2 separate regions of the Zea mays genome follow, and region 1 is linked to region 2. The links are chromatin contacts, called in public Hi-C maps. All regions are on one chromosome and are shown on one strand. The core of a region is the stretch at or near the end of the contact, and the rest is flanking DNA. Distances in the headings are between cores, read along the strand shown.

Region 1 (6,157 bases), core at 2,909-5,408, 520 kb after region 2:
TAAAATTTCTTCTTCGGATAATCTTTTCCCCGAAGCATGTCGAATAATATAATCAAGATCTTCGGATGGAGCTTCGAGGGCAAGTGATTTACCTTTCTCCGTCACGTCCTGCCCCGCTGCCATGCCGGCATTTGGAGATTCTTGCTTAGTCTTATCCTCAGTCGTGGCAGGCTTCGTCTCAATGGGCACTGAAGGCCCAGCTTCGGCAACTTTCTTCGCAGGGGCAGGAGTCAATGCCTTTGTGGTTTCCATAACAGCGTCTAGCACGCTGGCCATTCTCCTCCTCTTGGGAGTTGTGGCAGGAGCCTTTGTCACCTTTGGCAGTTCTGCCTCTACCGGTGGACTCAGAAGTTCTGTCAACATTACTGTTTTTTCCAACTCTGGCTCTTTGCCCGCACCATCTTTGGTTTCGGCTGACCCGACTATAGGCACCTTCGGCACTACAGTCGATCCTTCAGCGCTACGAACGGCGGGGGAAGCTTGTTCCGCTTCGGCAGCAGAAGAGGTGCCTTCACCAAATTCAGGCACTACAGCCGTTTCAATATATCGTGGTCGGTGGGTCAAAACCTTTATTTTCTTGCCGTTCGGCACAACAGTGATGGTCGAAGCGGCAGTTTTCCTCTTTTTTCCTTGCCTTCGTGAGGGGTAGCAGTAATCAGGGTATATGAAACCAATTGCATCAAAAACCCTGTTCAATCTTTTCTTGCCCCGACCCCCGAAGGCTGAGGATAAAGCGTCATCTTCGGCTCTGGTATATGCCCCAAGTAACTCGTCGCTAGTAGCCTCAATACATTTTAGCCAGTCATCATTTGGTTCATCAAACCGGTCTCTGTATCTGAAGGTATATTTCAAACGAATTAATCCACCTTCGCTGGACCCGGCAGTGGTCTCCTTCGGCATCTCCCAGTTATCCACAAGTGGCCATACTCTGTAGGCTAGGTGCTCTTGGATCAAGTCTCTTGTGCCAATGAAAGCACAGACATTGCTGAAAACCTTTTGGCATGATTCGGCATCATTTTCAATCCCCACGGTCGGCCTTCGAAGGCCGAAGCGAGACCATATGGGGCGTTGGATAATCCCCTTTATGTCTTCCCTTTTAACCAGATCATTTTTGACATAAAACCACTCCTCCATCCAGCCCCTGGGCCACCTTTTCCGAAATGTTGGAACCAGATAGCTTGCATTAGAACGAGCAATGAATCCATAACAACCGAAGTTGTTGTGATACTGCTCTTTGCCAGTAGCCTTTGTCTCGTACAACAGTTCGTGCATACTGCAAAAACACTTCGCGCTTGGTTCCAGCCCTTGGCTTCTCATAGCCCAAACAAACAAACCCATTCTGATTATAGCTTCGGGAGTAAGTTGATGAAGAAAGATCTGAAGGCTCGCCTTAATGGGAACCGAAGGCTCGCCTTCAAAAAGCTTTTGTAGACAACAACCTCATTTTCTTCAGGAGCAGGGGCGGTGCTGTCTCCTCCAACCCTCACAATAGACATGTCACGAAAGTATCTTCCCTTCATGGCATCAATATGACTTTGCTTAATGGTCAACTTTCCGAAGATGGTATGGCTTGGTCGCCAGGGCCGGTCCTCAGAATCTTCATCTCCACTTTCCACATCATAGTCATCGCTATCGTCGGAATCTTCAGACAAATCCGCCATTATTTCCTTTGTGATCTTCTCTATATTTGTTTTTGCCATAGATTCGTAAAACCCAGCAAGAAAAGGGTCCGCAACTTTCTTCTCCTCCTCGGATATCTTCTTCTCCTCAGACATCTTCTTCTCTTCAGACATGGAACAAGCACTTGTCTTTATCACGAAGCTCGAAAATCAAGCGAGACCTAATACACAAGAGTTGAAAATTTGAGAAAATAACGCAAGAAACAGAAATGGTGTAGCAAATGCTGCCGCTGTGGGTTTCTATTTATATGCCTAGTGCATTGTAACTTGGCAGGACCCATTTGTCATTGATTTTCGCTATTCTAGCGAAGGGAAGGTGTTTTTTTGGACCATCGGCTAAAGGCCTTCGTTCACGTCGCAGTCTGAATGTGTTAGATACAAGAACAAATTAATACTGCGAGGGGCTACTGTTGGGGGCCTTCGTCTTCCGAAGGTCCTCAAAAACACGACTAACATATTTTCCAAGTGTAATATACTGTTACAGGAACCTTAGGCTTTGAGATGAAGGTGCACATGGTATGAAAGGAGCGCTCTGGAAGAAGGATGAGTCGGTTCCGAAGCTATGGATGATGAAGCTTCGGCTTAGCGCAAAGACAGTGATGGAGAATGAAACCGACCTAAAGGGGAAAAGACTGCTTAGTCCTTGACAGATTATTCCTTAGTCAATAGAAAATGTCAAGGACTTGGATGTAATTTTACCCAGGCTGTGTCATGTGCCTATAAATAGATGAACAGTAACACTGTACTGTTCACCTTGACTGGGATTCACTCGCACGTCACTCTTGAATTCTTACCTTCTGTCAAGCCGAAGGTATAAATGTAACTCAATATCGTTAATGTTTGTTCATGATCATATAATGAGAAGATAGATGATCTAATGATTTGATATGAGTATTTATATTATCTGTATGTAACATATGTACCTGATTTTCATTACATATTGAGATGATGAAGGTATGTCCTTCATTACCTTCGTCTGAAGATCATTATATCCTAAGGGAGATAATGCTTCGAAGGACGAAGGTCGTTAATCATTAACATTTGTGTTGCCTTGTTCTTAACTCGTAGCATTTGTGAACAAGTGAACATCGTTTTCTATATTGTTTTTATTATTTTCTTGGTTCACTGGACTGTGCGCCAAATATTGGAAAGCGCAGGGATCTCTGCGCAAGAATTCCCAAGACACAGAACTACATCCATACGGACGGCGGGTTGATTAGCTAATTCTTGGAGGGCTCTTTAGCAAAATGGTCGCTGCAAAGGGGTATGGATAGACTTCGGCCGTTGAATCCACCGTGTGTGGTCTGGATTAGATCCGCATAACCCTGAGCCAGTACGCAATTGTGCCCGTTGGATTTGCAACTGACGACCCAAGATTCGCCATGCCAAGCACCTACCCATGGCCATCGTATGGATAATATATGGCTCAGATTTAATTCTCGTGAATGGTTACGCTCTCATCTAATCGCATCCGTCCGAGCTAGATCGGACGACACTCACGCCTTCTCCTACCTCCCCACTACCAGACCTGGCCCCGCCTAGGCTTACACCGACGAGCTCGCCGGAGCAGGCCCCATATCGCATCGGCAACACCCCCGATCACTACTAAATGAAAGAGAACGCGAGGGAGATGAGGAATTAGGTGGATGGATACTCACCAACAACGACGCAACACCGAAGCCTGGCCCCGGCCGTACGCGGTACTACGGTGGCGGCAAGATTCCGGGGAGAAATTCCCTGTACCCACGGCAGCAATCTGCACGGTGAGGGCACCGCCACCCACAACATCCACCAGTGAACGCCATGAGCAGCAAATCGGGGTTTGACGATGGCGTGACCGATTCTGGCTCCCGGCGGTCATCAGCTCACATCGCCGACTCCCCCACACCATTTGGCCAGGGCACCACGACATCCCACGGCGGCCGCACTCCCGGCGGTCATCAGCTCACATCGCCGACTCCCCCACACCATTTGGCCAGGGCACCACGACATCCCACGGCGGCCGCACCAACCCGCGCACCCATCCGAGCGCCATGCGATTTGCCAGAGGAATCTATCGAGCATGGGCGAAGGCCTGCGCACGATTTCGGTCGACGGACCCCGCACCTCGACGACGTGCGCAGAAGACGAGGGCACCGGTCTTCCTTCCGCCCAGCAGGTTCCCCGGCTCCCGAGATCTCTGTGTTTGCCCCGAACGGCCACATCGGCGAGCAGACCTAGTGGCGGCTATGACTTTTCTCTCTCATGGCTGTGTTCGGCTATGGCGCTCGCTGCTGGTGATGGTCAAGACGATGCGAGGAGTGGGGAGGTCGCGGCTAGGTCCTTTATGCCGAGGTGGGCGGAGGTAATCCATCGGCCTAACCGCCCCCGAATTCCCCGGCGACCGGTGAGCGTGCGAGCGAGTCACGCGGGGGAGAAGAAGACCCGGCCACAGGGGCCCACCTGGCGGAGAAACAGGCAAGCGGGGTCCACATGGAAGTGGGAATGACGACAGGCCCGCATGGGGAGGTCGGCTGGCTGGGCCGAGTGGGTGAGAGAAGTGGCACTGGGCCGAGGGGAGGGAAAAGAAATCGGCCCAGGAGTGGAGAACTATTTTTTTTATTCATTTCTATTTCTTGTTTTCATTTCAAATTTGAAATTTCAAACTCGAATTTGAGTTGTGGTTTCCAATTCAAGTATGCACAACCCAAAATCCATAATGGATGCATAGAAAGGTATCATTTTATTATTATCTTATTATTTCATACCTTTAAGTAAATGCCTATAATCATGCCATAAAGAATAATTCATTTTAGGAGAATATCATTTGTGAATGTGTGATCGAATTAAAGGTTAAAATCAATAACAATGAACCTATGTTGTTTTGCTTATTTTTAGAGAAGTAACACATATTCCCTTTTAAGAATTATTTATAAATTGTGGAAAGTATCTCGAATATTATAGTTCATGAGAGGACTATTCCATTCTAATGTTTTAGGATTTATGTTTGGTTAATAACATTTTAGTATTCCCAAATTTATTTATTTCATGATTTTTCTCTGATGCAAAAAAAATTTGGGATTTACAGGAAAATTATTAAGAAAATATTTGTAGGGATTTTAAAATTGATTCTGAGGGTATTTCTCAGGAGAAACATATTTGGAGAAATATCGGTGAAATATTTAGGTAGTATTTCAAGAAAGAATTTGAAGGGATCATGTGGAAAATATTTGTAACTTATTTTGAGGAGAATTTGGAGAGAATATAGACCTCTATATTTTCTTTGTTGAGATCAACTTGCAAACAAACTTTTTGAAATGAAATTTAAAATTTCAATTTGATTTTTGAGTGGGTTTGAGAAATTTTCTAGATTTTGATTTTTGGGGTGCTACACATACTTTTCTCTTGCGGGTATAAGTCCTCATTCTAGAAAGTTGTTGGAAGTGAATACAACAAGTTAAAGGGAGCATCATACCTGAACTGAATTCTATGTAGCTGGGAAGGCTGTCGGGATCTTACCAAAGAGCAAGTTACCAAGTTTGTGCCATATCACCAGCAAGTGATCAACGAAAACCACAGTGCCCTATTGGATACCGACAAGGTAACATAACCTGATTCCATTATATTATGCATGATACATGTACGTTACACAAAACCACTTTAACATGATACATTTTATAGATTGATGCTGCCATCACCTTGTACAATAACTTGGAGAAAAAGGTCATTCATTGTGTCTCATTGTTGTGAGGGCTCAAGGATGAAGCAAAATGGTTAGCCTTGGAACGTGGCAATCAAAATGTTGATATGTTGGTAACCAAAAATATAGATTCCACCCCCATGGATGATGGCAGTTCATGTCCAGTTTCGTAGCCAATAACAAGAGGCCGGTCGAGAGGGACATCAACAAATCTACCAAGAGGAAGACGTCATAAGGCACGACATTCGGTAGCGCAGAGTACATCTTGAAGATGTCGGATTTGACACCGAAGAAGATTGGATACTAGGAGAGGTCGAATGGCACACTTGGCGACAACATTCACTAACTCGTTTAAATAGACTGGCTTGCCATCATAGACAAGAAAGAGGAGTGGGTGGTAGAACTCATGGCTATGGCATGGGCAAAGAGAGATGGACAGATTATTGGAATCGATTTAGAATCTTGTAATCCAACACTATGGTCATTTTATAAAGCCATGAAGTGTGAGATTCTAGCAAGATGGGCAGCAAACATGAAGTGAGCACACCATTTCATCCAATGTTTGTGTTGAGCCTTTGCCTTGGAAATTTACATTATTTGGTCTTTAAATCAATTTGTTATTTGTGACATTGAAGGCAAACAGTCTGTGATTCATGCATCAACTTACGGATCGCCATACAAGTTCCAAACATATTCTATTAAATTGTGCTTCAACCTAGTGGGTGTGATCCTATCCCTAAGATGATGGTGTGCGGCAATGAACTCAGATTGCTCCTGTGCACCACATGGAAATGGACTG
Region 2 (6,242 bases), core at 1,358-3,857:
TCAGAAGAACTATGCAGATAAACGACACCGACCATTAATCTTTCAAGTTGGGGATTACGTGTACTTAAAAGTATCACCAATGAAGGGAGTTAATCATTTCAGAGTTAAAGGAAAGTTAGCATCCTGATACATTGGTCCATTCACTGTTCTCGAACGATGTGGGCATGTTGCGTACAAACTTTGACTACCAGAGTCATTATCTGATGTGCACAATGTGTTCCACGTATCACAACTGAAGAAGTGTCTTCGAGTCCCCGATCAAACCATAGATATATCAGAAGTTAATTTGGAAAAGGATCATGTTACTCAAAAAAGGACACTCAAGTTCTATAAGATATAGTGAAACCAACATACGGAAGAGGAGGCTACTTGGGAATCTAAAGGTTTTTTACAAAAGCATTTTCCTAAGTTTCAAGCTTTTGTAACCTTTAAGGTTTGTGTACTTTGTTGTAAAGCTAAAGCAGACCCACACACCCACCCCTGCCTTGTAAGAGAAATTAGGAAATAAAGTTGTGACACATTTATTTTTCCATTACTTACCTAGGAGCCTTAAATCTCAGGACGAGATTCTTTTATGGGGGGAAGGATGTAACACCTCTAGTGTTACAAGAACTAAAACTTTGGCATGACATCATATGCACTAGCATTACATTGTGTATGATATACTTAGAATGCATTCACTAGGCTAAAACTTCAAAGCAAAATATTTGATGTGATGCTTGAGGGATGGTATGATGTGGTATAGGGAATTCTTAACCCTAGGTTGGAGTGTCTCTCTCCAAGGACTAGAAGCATGTGACTTTATGTGGTGGACACTAAAGAGTGATCTTAACAAGTTGGTAGAAATGTTCAAGAAATACTACCTTAGAGAGATTAAGCAATTAATGTACCCTAGGACACTCAAAACCCTAACTTGGAGCCCAAATCCCTAATTAGTGCCTTATAGAGTGATTTCATATTTTATGCACTTTTTGCCAAAAGTGTATATCAAAGTGATAGAGCAACAAAAACTAAGCAACTTTTATATTTGGAGATTTTCAAGTTTTGTGGTGAAACTTGGAGTAATTTGCAAAAAGTCCATAAGCATCTCTACTCTCAGTGTAGATGTGCTAACTTTGGGCTCTTGCATTTCTTGAACCATGAGGAGTTTGCTATAAGTCACCATAACAAAGTTGTAGAGCTACTATAGTAGTACAAATTTGATAAAGTGACTTAGCCCTAAAACTATACGGAACCTAGTGTAAAATGTTCCCAAAGTCGGGTTGTCAGTCGAAGGGATACTCTGAACCTAGACTGACGTGGCACTAGTCCGACTTTGGAGTCAAATTAAGGATGATCCAATGAGGTTAAGCCCATGATCTCTGTGGCAAAGTTGAATATGTTATATAGGAGAACAAATTTGCTGAAGACAGAGGGGTATGTTGCGATTGGGAAATGGAAGTAAATTGCCCCCAAACTTGCTCTGTTAGACGGGTGAACGAGTGATGGCATGGTACAATACCTAAAAAAGATCATAGAAGCAGTGCGCCTCGCCGCCGATCCCCATGTCGTGATTCGCGCTCGCCGGTAAAGATCGTGCTAAGCTCGGCGTGGATAAACGTTGGCGTGAAAAGATGGGGGAGGTGAATGTGGTCTCTAACACCGGCTCGACGACTGTGATTCACTTGCTCCGCAACGTGGCCGAGCGGCCAATAGCGTCATGGCTGTCATTGATCCCAGTCATGCCATGCCATAGGCTAATTCACCACGTACCCGAGACGGTGGTGAGCAGTAAGTAAGCATTCCCGAGCCATTGCGCCTTTGCGTGTCACAACGACTGACCTCAGTGAAAAATCTGAGCGTTGCCGTGGGCACTTCTGTCCCAAATTAGCGAAGCAAGCGATCAATCCTTTTAAATTGAGTGCCCTCCCTGCTCCGCCCTCTTGTTACGCACCTAGCGCACCACTTCTCACCTCAGATCATCAACCATAGCTCGTGAATTCCAGATTTCCCTAGAATCGGCCGGAACGACGTCATGAGACATCTCGTCGTGGCTAGCCTTTCCTAGGTCAGCTTGTGTCCCTCTAGTTCTCAGTTTAGTACCTCTTTGACCCCTAGATGATCCCGGTCTTGGTCAATTGAACGGTACCGTGCTATAGCTCTTAGAACACGATGTTGACACAAGGAACGCCGCCGTTGACACTGCTCACGTCGACCGACCACTCCGAATTGTCTCTGTCCAAATTCACATAAGCACCATAGCCTTAGTAGGTCACTGCTTCTTTTCGAGTCATTTGATTGAACGCTACCGGCTCATGTAACCCAGAACGGGCTCGCTGGAGTCCTTGTTCTGCCATTGTCGCGGACAGACACATGTTAGTGGCAAGTTAGTCAAATTAGTCCATAGGATGTGCTCGGATAGCTTTAGAGATGGAGCTTTTGTACTCGCTACCGCCAGAATAGGTCGCCGGCGATGGGAACCCACGACTCCGGCCAGGGGTTCGACCGGAGCGGCGTTGAGGATTTGGAGCCATGAAGAAATAGAAATAGGATGACTTTTGTGTAGTTGTTAGTGAAACATATGAATAGTGCCCCAGGATTATTTTCTAGTTATTCAAATGCCTAGGGGCCTCCGCGCAAATCAGCGAGCGCGGGTGTGGGCGCAGCCGCGCACGTAGTTTTCTGCGTGGACTTAGGCCTTTTGGGCTGAATTCGACCCAATATTATTCATGTTTTATTTTTTTCTTTTTATTGCTTGCTTGCAAAATCTGTAGAAAATGGTAGGCAAATGGTAAAAATATGAGACCAATTTTGTTAGACTCCTAAAATCAAGTAGCATTTAATAAAAATATTTCCAAGATTTTTATTTCAAACTCTAAATTATGTAGTATTTAAAGGTACTTAAATACGGCTTCTCAAAATTTTAGAAATATTTTAGTAATCCCAAAAATCATAAAATTTTATGCGTAAACTTAAAATGTTGGTTATAAATTTTGCATGAAGTCTAAATTGGTTTGGACACTATTTGTCTAGAAAATCAGTAAACGGTCTAATGGGGTAACCATTTTAATACCAAAGGAATTAGAGGTATTTTTGTAAATAAAAATTTAACTTAGTACACTTACCTTCACTTGTTAGCCTAAAAATGTTAGTAAGTTAATCTTAGAAGGGGTATCTAGCTAGGAAGTCTTTATAGATGATAAGCACCGTGAAGGAAAGTTGTATTCAAGACACAACTTAGTATCTTTTGTTATACAGTTGCATATCCATGACATAGCATAAGCATTCATATAGCTGTATTGTTACGTATAGAACATGAATAAGAGTACATAGTAGAAGAAGAGATTGTTTCTCAGACCAAGAATCCTCCAGTGGAAAATAACTTTTACTTCGACATCTGTGGCGAGGAAGCAGAAACTCCTACAACATAAGGCAAGCCCCGATGCATTTACCTTTCCTTGTATTTTAAAGTTTCACCAACTTTGAATGATGCATTAGGTGATAGGAATTGTGTGATAAACTATTGATGCATTTCCTTCTTTGAGAAATTGAATACCATTCCTTGTTGTTGATCACTCGTTTTCGATCGCCATACATTATCAAAAACAAGGCAACACAGTATTAAAGAGATATATAACCTTCGTCATGAAGGAGTTAACCCTTTGGGGTAACCCCTTCAGTAATGAAGGTAAGTATTGAATGTATAAATGAACGTATAAGTACAAAAGAGTTCAGATATGATAACTCAATCAAGATATCTTCCAGATATATTCCTCTTATCTCAAATTAACTTTACAAGTGTACCTTTGGTAGTTGCAGGAAGAGTTACAACAAATATGCCATGGGGAGAGAATTACACAACAATTACATCGTCCGTAAAAAAGGTACTTTATGAAGGGCACTGTTCATCTACTTATAGTGAGTCGTACAGCTTCGTACGATATTACATTCATGCCCTCATAGATTACACACAAAGTTTACAAATATCACAGGAACAACATTGTCTTTTGACTTAGCAACTTGGATAACACCTTGTCCTTGTATCGGCTTCCTGTGTCGTTGTGACGAAACTAACTTCGTTATGCTTCCACCGTTCTGCGTTGAAGCTACTCTAATTCCGAAGCTCTTGTAACACTTAGTAATATGCTGATAAAAAATGGTTAGTCGTGTTTTTGAGGACCTTCAGAAGACGAAGGCCCCCAACAATATCCCCTCGTATTATTAGTTTGTTTCTTTGTAACAAATTCAAACTGCAAAACGAACTAAGGCCTTTAGCCGAAGGTCCAAAAAAACACCTTCCCTTCGCTAGAATAGCGAAACCTTCTGAACCATGCGGGTCACTTTGTAGTAGTGCTTTGCATATATATATATATATATATATATATATATATATATATATATGAGGGTTGTGATAAAATATGTTTTCGTGCTATCAAGGTTCTGTTGGCTTTGTTGTTTAGCTTGCTACCACTGTAACCGCGACTGTTTTCGAGCTTCGGCCTTTTGTTTTAACCAAAGCTGAGACGACCGAAGACAAGAGGAGTGAGGACCCCGCACTGGCTGGGTTTTACGAATCCATGGAGAAGACTAATATTGAAAAGATAACCAATGAGATTCTAGATGGATTATCTAAAGATTCTGAGGGCAGCGATGACCTTGATTTCAAGAGTGGTGCAGAGGACGCCGAAGATCGGCCATGGAGGCCGAGCCATATTTTTTTTTGGAAAATCCACTATTAAGAAAGGGCATATTGAAGCAATGAAGGGCAAATATTTCCATGATATATCCATAGTGAGGGCTGGAGGAGAGAACTTTGTTCCTATTCCTGAAGCAGACAAAGTGGTAGTATTCAAAAGTTTTATGAAGGCTGGCCTTCACTTTCCCTTGCATAAAATGCTAGTTGGAGTGCTAAAGAGATTCGAAATATACCTTCATCATCTTACTCCCGAAGCTTTGATTAAAGTTGGAGTTTTTATTTGGGCAATGAGGAGCCAAGGGCTGGAACCAGACGACGTCTGCTTCTGCAATATACACGAATTATCCTGCCAGACGAAGGCAGTTGGGAAGGAACAATATCATAGCAACTTTGGCTGTTACTCCTTCGTATATCGTTCCGACACGAGATGCCCTATTCCAATATTTCGGAAAAAGTGGCCAGGGTCCTAGATGAAGCAGTGGTTCTATGTTAAGAATGATTTAGTTGAGAGGAAGGATGTGAAGGATGTAATTCAACGACCTATACAATCACGCTTCGACATCAGAAGGCCTTTGATCGTGAATAGCGAAAAGGCTCAAGCATGCCTGGTGGCCTTCAACACTGTGTGTAGCTACATTGGTACTAGAGACTTGGTCCAAGAGCACATAGCCTTCAAAGTGTGGCCCCTTGTAACGAATGGGAGATGCCGAAGGAGATGACTGCTAGCTCAAGCGAAGGTGGCCTATGTTACCTGAACTATACCTATCGCTATAGAAGTCAATTTGGTGAGCCAGATGATGAATGGCTTGATGCTATTGAAGCGACTAGTGAGGAGTTGTTGGGGGCTTATACAAAGGCTGAAGATGAAGCCATGAACACTGCCTTTGGTGCTCGCGGAAAAAGAAGGTTGAATAGAGTGTTTGATGTTATTGGGTTTGTCTATCCTGACTACTGCTTTCTCGCACGGAAGCAGAGGATAAAAAGGAAAATTGAAGAGACGACTTCCTCCACCGCGTCGAAGCCAAAGAAGACAAAAATTCTAACCCACCGGCCGAAGTCATACTTTTTAGAAATGGCTGTAAAACTACCTCCTACAGGGACTTCAAAGATAGAAGTTGCCAAAGCAGCTGAAGTGACCCTCCCAGCTTTGAAGGTAATACTTTTTCATTGATTTGAATCAAAAACACTTCTGGTCTAATGTTACTTTTGCAATTGTTGAGCGTGAGATGAAAAGAATCGAGGCAACTGGGGTGAGTGCCCCACCACCCATTCATTTGGGATTAGCTTCGGAAAAGAGCCATGGGCAAGAACAGCTGAAGGTACAAGCGCTATCAAAGATAGCAACCGCTCCAGCGGGAACTCCTAGGAAAGGAAAAAAGAATGGCCAATGTGCATGAAGCAATTTTGAGGCCCTTAAAGGTAACGACCTACGCCGCTGAAGGTCTTTGTCACACCCGGGTTTCGGGGGCTCCAAGACCCGGGCGCGAGATAATCACCATGTGAGCTATGACCAAGTCTTACACATATGATGACTCATGGTACAGAAACGAATATCACATCTTTATTA

Evidence for each region. A called contact is a pair of places that touch in the nucleus more often than the background predicts.
Region 1: a Hi-C map of leaf mesophyll shows a contact between it and region 2, with 2.5 times the contacts expected there. The contact joins two enhancer-like sites. A contact is called at or near these places in 2 of 25 Hi-C or Micro-C datasets (leaf mesophyll and tassel).

The regions. Positions count from the first base shown.
Region 1 is chr2:128,093,148-128,099,304 of Zm-B73-REFERENCE-NAM-5.0, forward strand. No RefSeq gene overlaps it. Among protein-coding and RNA genes, the nearest start is that of LOC103646939, 60 kb to the right of the region's middle. Within about 2 kb of position 4,159, at least 19 of the 20 cell types and tissues checked have an H3K27ac peak or open chromatin away from gene starts, as enhancers often do. A contact at or near this core is called in leaf mesophyll, where this site is marked.
Region 2 is chr2:127,577,299-127,583,540 of Zm-B73-REFERENCE-NAM-5.0, forward strand. No RefSeq gene overlaps it. Among protein-coding and RNA genes, the nearest start is that of LOC103646936, 12 kb to the left of the region's middle. Within about 2 kb of position 2,608, at least 4 of the 20 cell types and tissues checked have an H3K27ac peak or open chromatin away from gene starts, as enhancers often do. A contact at or near this core is called in leaf mesophyll, where this site is marked.